Regions from separate parts of the Rattus norvegicus genome. Here all the other regions are linked to region 1. Evidence: chromatin contacts called from public Hi-C data. All regions are on one chromosome and are shown on one strand. Each heading gives the region's core, a stretch centred on a gene start, on an enhancer-like site or on the middle of the called end of the contact. The rest is flanking DNA. Distances are from core to core; before and after follow the strand shown.

What was found. A called contact is a pair of places that touch in the nucleus more often than the background predicts.
Region 2: a contact with region 1 is called in a Hi-C map of Schwann cells, with 4 times the contacts expected there. The contact joins the promoter of Snta1 here to the promoter of Zfp341 in region 1. A contact is called at or near these places in 10 of 12 Hi-C or Micro-C datasets (the A7r5 cell line, Schwann cells, frontal cortex and 6 more) and 1 of 1 datasets of contacts at active chromatin or transcription factors (oligodendrocytes).
Region 3: a contact with region 1 is called in a Hi-C map of Schwann cells, with 3 times the contacts expected there. The contact joins the enhancer-like site here to the promoter of Zfp341 in region 1. A contact is called at or near these places in 3 of 12 Hi-C or Micro-C datasets (Schwann cells, kidney and mammary epithelial cells).

The regions. Positions count from the first base shown.
Region 1 is chr3:163,581,346-163,584,353 of GRCr8, forward strand. Zfp341 (zinc finger protein 341) reads left to right here and starts at 1,592. Exons shown (of 14, transcript XM_039106692.2): 1 at 1,592-1,748. The coding sequence starts at 1,718.
Region 2 is chr3:163,365,660-163,368,359 of GRCr8, forward strand. Snta1 (syntrophin, alpha 1) reads right to left here and starts at 1,268. Exons shown (of 8, transcript NM_001100901.1): 1 at 867-1,268. The coding sequence starts at 1,158.
Region 3 is chr3:163,815,867-163,818,660 of GRCr8, forward strand. All of the region lies in intron 2 of Raly (RALY heterogeneous nuclear ribonucleoprotein), which reads left to right. It also overlaps the pseudogene Sec61g-ps7. Among named protein-coding and RNA genes, the nearest start is that of Eif2s2, 38 kb to the right of the region's middle. Within about 2 kb of position 1,280, at least 1 of the 93 cell types and tissues checked has an H3K27ac peak or open chromatin away from gene starts, as enhancers often do. A contact at or near this core is called in Schwann cells, where this site is marked.

The DNA of each region.
Region 1 (3,008 bases), core at 342-2,841:
CATCTATTTTCTAATTTTAGGAGTTTCGTGAGGAAAGTGAAAATTGTGGTTTGTATTGATTATTCCTCTGGCTGAGGCTTAAATGGGTATTTGCGGTAAAACAAGAAGGCCATTTGGAGTCAAATCCCTGGTAATGCAGTCTTAGGATGACAGTGTGGTTATGATGATGGAAGCCATCCACTGTGGATGACATCTCTCTGGTTCCCCTTTCTCTGTGTGGGCTTCCAACTCTTTCTGGTTGCCCAAGGGCAGCAGACTGATCTCAGTAGTCCACATTGTAGTTAAATTTTTTTTTCTTTTCTTTTTTCTTTTTTTCAGAGCTGGGGACCGAACCCAGGGCCTTGTGCTTGCTAGGCAAGAGCTCTACCACTGAGCTAAATCCCCAACCCCGTAGTTAAATATTTTTAAAGATTGAATGATCATAATATCAAACTGCCCTTAACATTCGTATCTCTCCATCCACACATTAGCGCGGCTCTCAGCTATCATTACAGATCTTTGTGTAATGGACGGCAGTGAAATCAGAAACTCGAAACTGGTCAACGTGTCAGTAGAGTGTTCAGCCACAGTAGGACTTCTTTCTCATCTTTTCCCCTGTCTAAGACTCAGGCATCACCATGAATGAGGGGGTGGGAAGATATTATAAGAGCCAGAGGTTGGGGAGACCTGGGGTGAAATAGTGTCTCGGAAATGACAGGACTACAGCACTCACAAACTTAGACCAGATGTAGGTTTCTCTGCCTGCACAGGATCAAGCCAGTCACCATTCTAGAATGCATGGGGGGAAAGCTCAAAGATCCCCACTGAGGGCTGCCTTGGGTGGGAAAGTCAGTTTCCTCTGAGGGCATGTATAGTCCCTGATAGACCATGTTCCTGTGAATGACCCCACACCCATCAATGTAATATACTGGCAGTTCAAAGTGGACTTGTGGATTATAAACCAAACATAGCCTTTGGAGAAGGCTCAGCTGGTAAAAGTACTTGCTACAGAGACGGAGTTCAGTTCCAGGGTCTTACAGGGTGGAAAGAGAGAATCGATTCCTGAACATTGTCCTCTGATATTCACACATGTGTTTTGTTGTGTGTCTGCGTCTGTGTGTAGATACATGCCATGTGTGCCCACATACACACAAAACAAAATAAATAATAAGTGTAAAAAAGAGGTCATAAAGTTGGGCTAGCAATGGCTGAGAATAGGGTTGTGAAAGAAATGCGGTGTCAGAGAATCACGGTCTTGAAGTGTGTGAATGGGAATGGAGGTCCCTCCAAAGATGGAAATTGGGGTTAAGAAGAGCCCTGAGGGAATCTAACATATACTGATGAATTAAGACCAAGCAGAGATGGGAGTCATTCGAGATTGCTTTCCAATCTGCATGGCACAGTTGCAAGGTATGGGGTGTCCTTCTAACTGGCAATCCGGTGAGGCAGGTTGATGTTGCAACGTTGGAGAATACTGTGTGCAGCGATAATGGGGTGCGTGTTGCAGAACCGGGGTCAGTGTCAGCGTTGGGAGGTGATGTGCGAGCGCCGGATGTGTGTGTGTAGAGTTGGAACTACAAGGGGACTGGGTCTCCAGCCGGACAGCAGGGAAAGCTGTTTCCGGGGCAGGGGGTTCGGCGCCGGCTCCTGGGCGCCCCCTGGCGGCCTCGACCCCACCGCGGTTTTCACAATGCTTGCGTAGCCCCGCTTCGACTCCCCGGGCGGCGGCAGCTCCAAGATGGCGCAGGCGATCTTCGAGGCCCTGGAGGGTGAGCGCGCCGGGCCGGGGCAGCGGCTGTTCCGCGTGGCGCCCCCTCCCGCCGCGCCCTCGCAGCGCCGGGCCCAGGGCGCGCGGAGGCCGCGGGGCGGAGGGCGGAGGGCGTCCGGGCCGGAACAGCCGCGGGGCGGGAGGGGGCGGGAACAGCCGGGGAGCGCCGGCTCTGCGGGGAGGGGGCCTCGGGACCGGAACAGCGCGGCAATCGAGGCCGCTGGCGCGGGAGGGTGCCCGTGGAGGAAACAGCCCGGGACCCGGGCCTGGAGAGACCTTGGCGCGGGATGACTGGGTGGCCTGGCAGCCCAATCGGGCGCCCTAACCACCAAGATCTTCCGGAGATCCACTGTGCCCTCCGGGCTAGGGTGTAGTCCTACTAAGTCCAGAGCAGGGAAGGAGGCGCCGCCTGTGTGCGCAGCTGAGTCTGGAAGTGACCACAGGCCCCAACCAGTAAACAGGGCACCCACCGTGCTCCGATCTAAGCCCTGCCCGCGTGTGCCTGCTTGGGCTACGCTGGTCTCCGATCGAGTCGGACCCGATCCTGTGATCTGCAAGATCACCGTGGTGGATGGGCCTTAGGCTCTGGGGAAAGGGAGCTCTGAGCGCCACCATGTGCACCTACTGAAGTTTAGCGACAAAGAATGGCGCTAGAGACAGGAGAGGAGTTGGCCACCGCAGTCGCCTTGTAGGAGGAGGGTGGAGTGAACAGCTGGAGTGGAAATTTGTGGGCCGGACCGACTGAAGGAGGCCGAGGCTTGTAGTTCTTGGTGGGTGAGCACTCACCTTGGCGTGATGGAGCATCTATTCTACCTGAGTCCAGTTTCAGTGATTCTTACTAAGATTCACTTGTCCTCATCGTCCCTCATTACTACCCCACCCCACCTCCGCCGTCAGAAAGAATAGTAAAAGAAGGAAATCTCAGTCAGGTGTGACGGTGTATGCCCATAATCCCAGCGGTGGGAAGACAGGCAGGAAAATCGTTAGCCTCGTTTTGAGGCCAGCTTTGGCACCGTGAGACTTAACCAATTAGGAATATATGTGTACATACATATAAACTCACAATAACAACTTTTTTAAAAAAGGCCATGACTTTGAAGGAGAGTGGAGAGGTTGTATGGGAGGGCTTGGAGGGAGGAGAGTGAAGGGAGGAATGTTGCAATCAAATTATAATCGCAAAAATGATAAAAAATATTTAAAAATAACATTGTATAGAAAACAAACAAAAAAACACAAAACAAGAACCCCCAAAAAAGAAGAC
Region 2 (2,700 bases), core at 18-2,517, 220 kb before region 1:
TGTTCACAGAGTTCTAGAACTCCGATGGTTGCCTGAATGAGCTGGAGAAGTCGTCACTCGGTAAAGTGCTTGCCTAGTGTATAGAAAGCTCTAGGCTTGATCCCCAGCACAACATAAACCTATTTAGCAGCCCATCCCAGTAATCCCAAACCCTCTGGAGGTGGAGATAGGAAGATTAGACATTCGGTGGTCTCCTTTGCTACGTAGTGTCTATGAGGCCAGCATGGGATACACAAGACCATGTCAAACAATTGTCATTCTTGAAAACTAAGAATTCTCAGGAAGGAAAGGCAACTCTGGGTTCATTCTTTCCATTAGAACTCCCAGCCTAGGCATACAGCCTCGGGAGCCCAAGATGTCTTGGTCCTTACTGGCCCCTTCTCTGTTACCATGCCTGTGCCTCCTATCCATCCCTGGCACCCACATTGAGCTCCCAGACTCCAGGCCTCTACCCATTCACCTAGGTTGTGTCTCATGACTTCCCCCTTGTCCTAGCAGTGTCCCAGGTCTCAATTCCCTTTCCTTTCGCCGCCGCCCCCGCTCCCCGTCTGTCTTCCCGAGGACCCTCCTGCCCTTGGTACCCATAGCTACGGTTTTGCTTCAAAACCGAACTAAGCACCTATGTCCTTGGTGCGCCCCCATCCTTCCACACTTCTGAGTCTCCTGTAAGACACCCGAACTCCCCAAACCCCTTCCGACCTTGGTGCTCTTCCCTCACTCTGTTCCTTCCTCCCCGGGAGACTCTGCTCCGCCCTAGACAGGTTTTCGGTTACCTAGTCTCAGTGCCCTGCCAGCCCCCGTGATCCCTGAGAGCTCCGCAGCGACACAGACAACACGACCCCGTGCCCTCGGTGCCCCGCACCTACCCTTGATGCTGATGCCGAGCCCGCCGGCGTCGGCCTTGCGCACCGTCACGCGGCGCCGCTGGAGCAGCAGCGCCTCTGGCAGCTGTGGGGACGCCGCGCCGGGCTCAGCGGCGCCGTTGAGCTGCGCGGGCTCGGGCTCCGGGCCGGGCTCGCCGTCGGCGGGGCTCACGGTCAGCGCGTCCTCCGCCAGAGTGAGCAACACCCGCTGCCACCGCTCACCACCCGCCCCGGAGCCCGCCCCGGAGCGCAGTTCTAGCAACCCGGTGCGCGGAGCGCGCCTGCCTGACGCCATCTTCGCCTCGAAGTCCCAGTACGCTGCGCTCGCCCGGTCCCGCCGTACCCGGCCCGCTCCGACCCAGCGCCCAGGGCAGAGGGCGGCGGGGCAGCAGAGCCAGCCGCCACCCTTCCCCGGGCCTCGGGGGCGGAGCTTCGCAGGACAGGCTGTCGGGGGCGGTGCTAACGGGGGCGGGGCCCCGGGAGAAACTGAAGAGACGCTCCCCGGTAATCTAAGGATGTGCTGCGGGGATCGCTTAGGAGTTGGTCAGAACCGCGCTCCCGCAAGGCCACAGTTAGAGGAGGATGAGGGTGGGGTGCTGTTCGGGAACATAAAGGGGGCCGGGTTCTGTGAATGGGGCAACATAAGAATCCGGTTCTGTGTGCCGTCGAGGATTGGACTGTGTGTAGCTCGTGGAAGCAGAAGGACAAAAAAAAAAAGAATCAAGGGTCCTGGGGCAGAGCTGCCTGTGGCGGGACGGTAGGCTCCAGGGACTCTGCAGACAGAGTTAAATGAGCTAAGGAAGAAGATGGTTTCCCATAGGGAAGATGTGTGCCATAGGGAGAGGGTACCAGCGGAGGTCTGTTGGCGTGACTCAGCTTGAGGGTGCGGCCTCTAAAGATGTAGGTCTACCCTACCCACCGGGAGGAGAAACGCCACTCCTTTGAGAACTTGGTCCCATCACTTGGAATAGAAGCTGGAGGATCTGCAAGTTTGAGGCCAGTCTAGGCTACATGAGACCCTGCCTTTAAAAGATACAAAATAAAAAGACATAAAGAGATAGAGATAGAAGGCTCAAAGGTTAAGAGCATGTACTGCTCTTATAGAGGACCAGAGTAAAATTCACAGCTCGCAGTCACTTGTAACTCCAGCTCCGTGGGGATCTGAGACCACTAGCTTGGGAACCTCTGTTCACATTGCAAACACCTATACCCGTGCACACAAAAATAATGAAAATAAATAAAGACATGTGTTACATGCATACATGCATACATACATATATGTATGGCACTTATTCCATGTTTGCATGGCACATGGACTGGCTGATCTATGCTATCAGTTGTGCCTTGTATAAATCCTGCATAACCGATACATTGTTACTATCTTTTTTACTCTTTAGGGCAGCAGATCTCATTACAGATGCTTGTGAGCCACCACGTGAGTGCTGGGAATTGAACTCAGGACATCTGAAAGAGCAGTCAGTGCTCTTAAACGCTGAGCCATCTCTCCAGCCCACATTGTTGCGATTTTATTGATGAGGAAACTGAGACACACAAGCACTAAAAGCAGACCTCTCTTCTAACCTAGGTCTTTCTGGCTTCCAAGCTCATTTCCCTCCTACTCCAGTGTGCTACGTGCATAACAGCAGGAGATAATGTCACTGTTCGCTCTTGAGTACTTACTGGACCAAGCAAGATGCCATATGTAATCACAGCACTAGGAGACTGAAGCAGGGGGATCATGAAGTAATTCTAGGCTAGCTAGAGTTCATAGCAAGTTCCAGGTTATACTTTTTTAAATTATTCTAATGTTTATGTGGATTGGTGTTTTGCCTTGACG
Region 3 (2,794 bases), core at 30-2,529, 230 kb after region 1:
TGTGGCAGCTCTGACTTTAGTACAAACTTGTCTTTGGTTACCTTGAACACCATCGTCTGCCTCATAGTGAGAGGCTTTTGTGATCTACGATCTCTGTTTTACGTGTTCCAAAGAATGACTTAATGATAGTCATACTTTTGGTTTTGAACAAGTGAGCTGAGTATATCTGTCCACAATAAAAGTAAAGAGCCAATGGTAGATACATAGATAATGGATAGATAGCCAAGCACAACATTATGTCAGGTTCTCAAAACATCCAGCAGAAATTAACTAGGAAGCTTCTTTTAGTCAGTGTATATTTACAGAAGAAGGAGAGGACTGATAAGAAGAAGAGGAATGATAAGTTTTAAAGACGTAATTCTGTATATTTTTTCTACAATTTCTTGCTACTACCCAGTAGTGTAATTCATCAGAGACAGTCTCCCTTTTGGTAGATGGTTCTTCCATGTTTCTTCTCTTCTGATTACTCACACTGCTCTGCTTAGGCTACTTCTGGGGCAGTGGACTTGAACCAGGGCACATCTGCTTTCTGAGCATGTGGGTGTCTCACATTTGCCTGAGTCTAGTCACCAGACTAACTTACCAGATGAATAAACACACATTTCATTTGCTAATACTTGGTCCATGATTAGTTTAGAATTTATTTTTAGTCATGAATAGATGTTTGTTGGTGATTTAAGATAGTCCCCTACCCACTGTTTGCTGCATTTCTCTGTTAATTGATAAGTCACAATCCTCATAGATTCCAAGCTTCCATTTGAAGAAGCCATAGTCAAAGGTCGAATACAGGAGAAGTGGGATATACACTCTGGCCATGCTATGGGGAGATAATTAAGACCTCATCCTGCCTCTGCTGTCCCTTCAGGTCTCACCACATGGTAACAACATTGAAATAGTAGACCTTGAGGCACAGATGAGGGAGGGTGGCCAAGGCCAAGCCTGGAGTCCCTCCTTTTGCTGTGATGGTTTGGTAGGCACAAAAGGAGATGCTACTGAAGTTTGTGATACTGGACACTGAGATGGAGTGACAGCATTAGTATAGACTTTCTGTGTTAAGGGAGTGAGAAGGTTTCAGAGGTTTCAACCAATGTTTAGTTCTTTGTTTCTAAGTCTGTGGTAAAGCAGAATGTCATGGTTAAGGGGGCCAGGTGCTGTCTGTCCCCTTATATCCTGTACAGCCAGGAGCTCATCATGGGATTAATCCTTGATAGACTGACTAGCATCCTCACAGTCCAGTCACTAAGAGTAGTGCGTCTATTTGGAAACAAGTCTTCATTCAGCACACGAACTTGTGGGGCTATTATGTCCAAACCATAACATTCCTCCCACCCCTTTCATTCCTTTTCCTTTCCGCTGCTGCTGCTGCTGCTGCTGCTGTTGCTGTTGTTGTTGGAAACAGGGTTTCTCTGTGTAGCCATAGCTGTTATGGAACATGCTCTGTAGACCAGGCTGGGCTGGAACTCAGAGACCTGCCTGCCTCTGCTTTCTGAGTGCTGGGATTAAAGGCGTGGGCCACCACCACCTAGCAACATTCTGTTGTTGTTGTTGTTGTTGTTGTTGTTGTTGTTGTTATTGGAAAATGTTTATTTTGAAATTATTTTAATTTAGAAATAGAAAACGTCATAGGAAGGAGGAAAGAAACAAAAACCACAAAGCATCCAGGCAACTTTTTACTTCATGAGCTTGTCACCCCCTCATTGGTTCACCAGTCCCATGATGAGAAAGGACTCAGACACCCACAATAATGTTATTAATAGGGATGTGGATCAGTTTTACAAAGAAGCCAATGAACGCCATGATAGCAAATACAATCGCTGTGGTCATGGTGATCTTCTGGAATTCTTTTCTATCAGGTTTGGTGCATCTTTTAACCAGCCAAATTGAGTCCTTTATTTACAAACTGCCAACTTGGCTCGACAAACTGCATTACCTGATCCATGTTTGTGGGATGGTAGTTTGAGAGGGTAGAGACACGTAGCTTAGGAGAGAATTGAGCCCAACAGAACCCAACATTCTGTTTCTTAATACCTTCCAGCACCTGACATTAGACTGGTTACCACTTAATTTTTATTTCCTTTTTTATTTATTTATTTTTTATTATGTATTTAAGTAGTTATTTTGAGGCAGAATCTCAATGTAGACCTGACTATCCTGTAACTCTATATAGACAAAGTATATTAGGGCTTACTTACTACTTGCTGTCCTAGAGTTATTTAAGGGGAAAGGGAGGAGAATAAAACCAGAAATAACCCACCAGGTATGGGCTAAAATCAACTAAGCAACTCCTCCTTGCAGGTGAACAAGAAACAGGTCCAGTCGTGGGCAAGTTTAAATGCTAGATTTACCCTGAGAGACAGAATTGGAAGCTTAACAACGGAGGCATAGCAGAGTCAGGTTTACAGCAGATTAGTCTAGACTGTAGAATGTCAAGTCATGTTCCCTTGACTATTAAGTTAGGTAGTTGTTTGCTGAAAAATATATTAATATTTTTAGGATTCCCAGAAAGAGGCTAGATGTGGTAGTCACAGCACTTGAGATGAGGAGGGTCAAGAAATTAAGGTCATCTTGGGACGGGTGTGTGTGTGTGTGTGTGTGTGTGTGCGTGCATGCGTGCACAAGTTGAAGGCGTGCTACTTTGTCTTTTTTAAAAATGGAAAGGAGATGGGGGTGCATAAACTAGGGGTGGTTTTTAAGTTGGAGATGGTTGGTTTGTGAAGGTAGACATTTGGACCAGTCTAGAAAACTAGACCTGGAAGCTAGATAATATGGCACACACCACTGTAGGACCATTCAA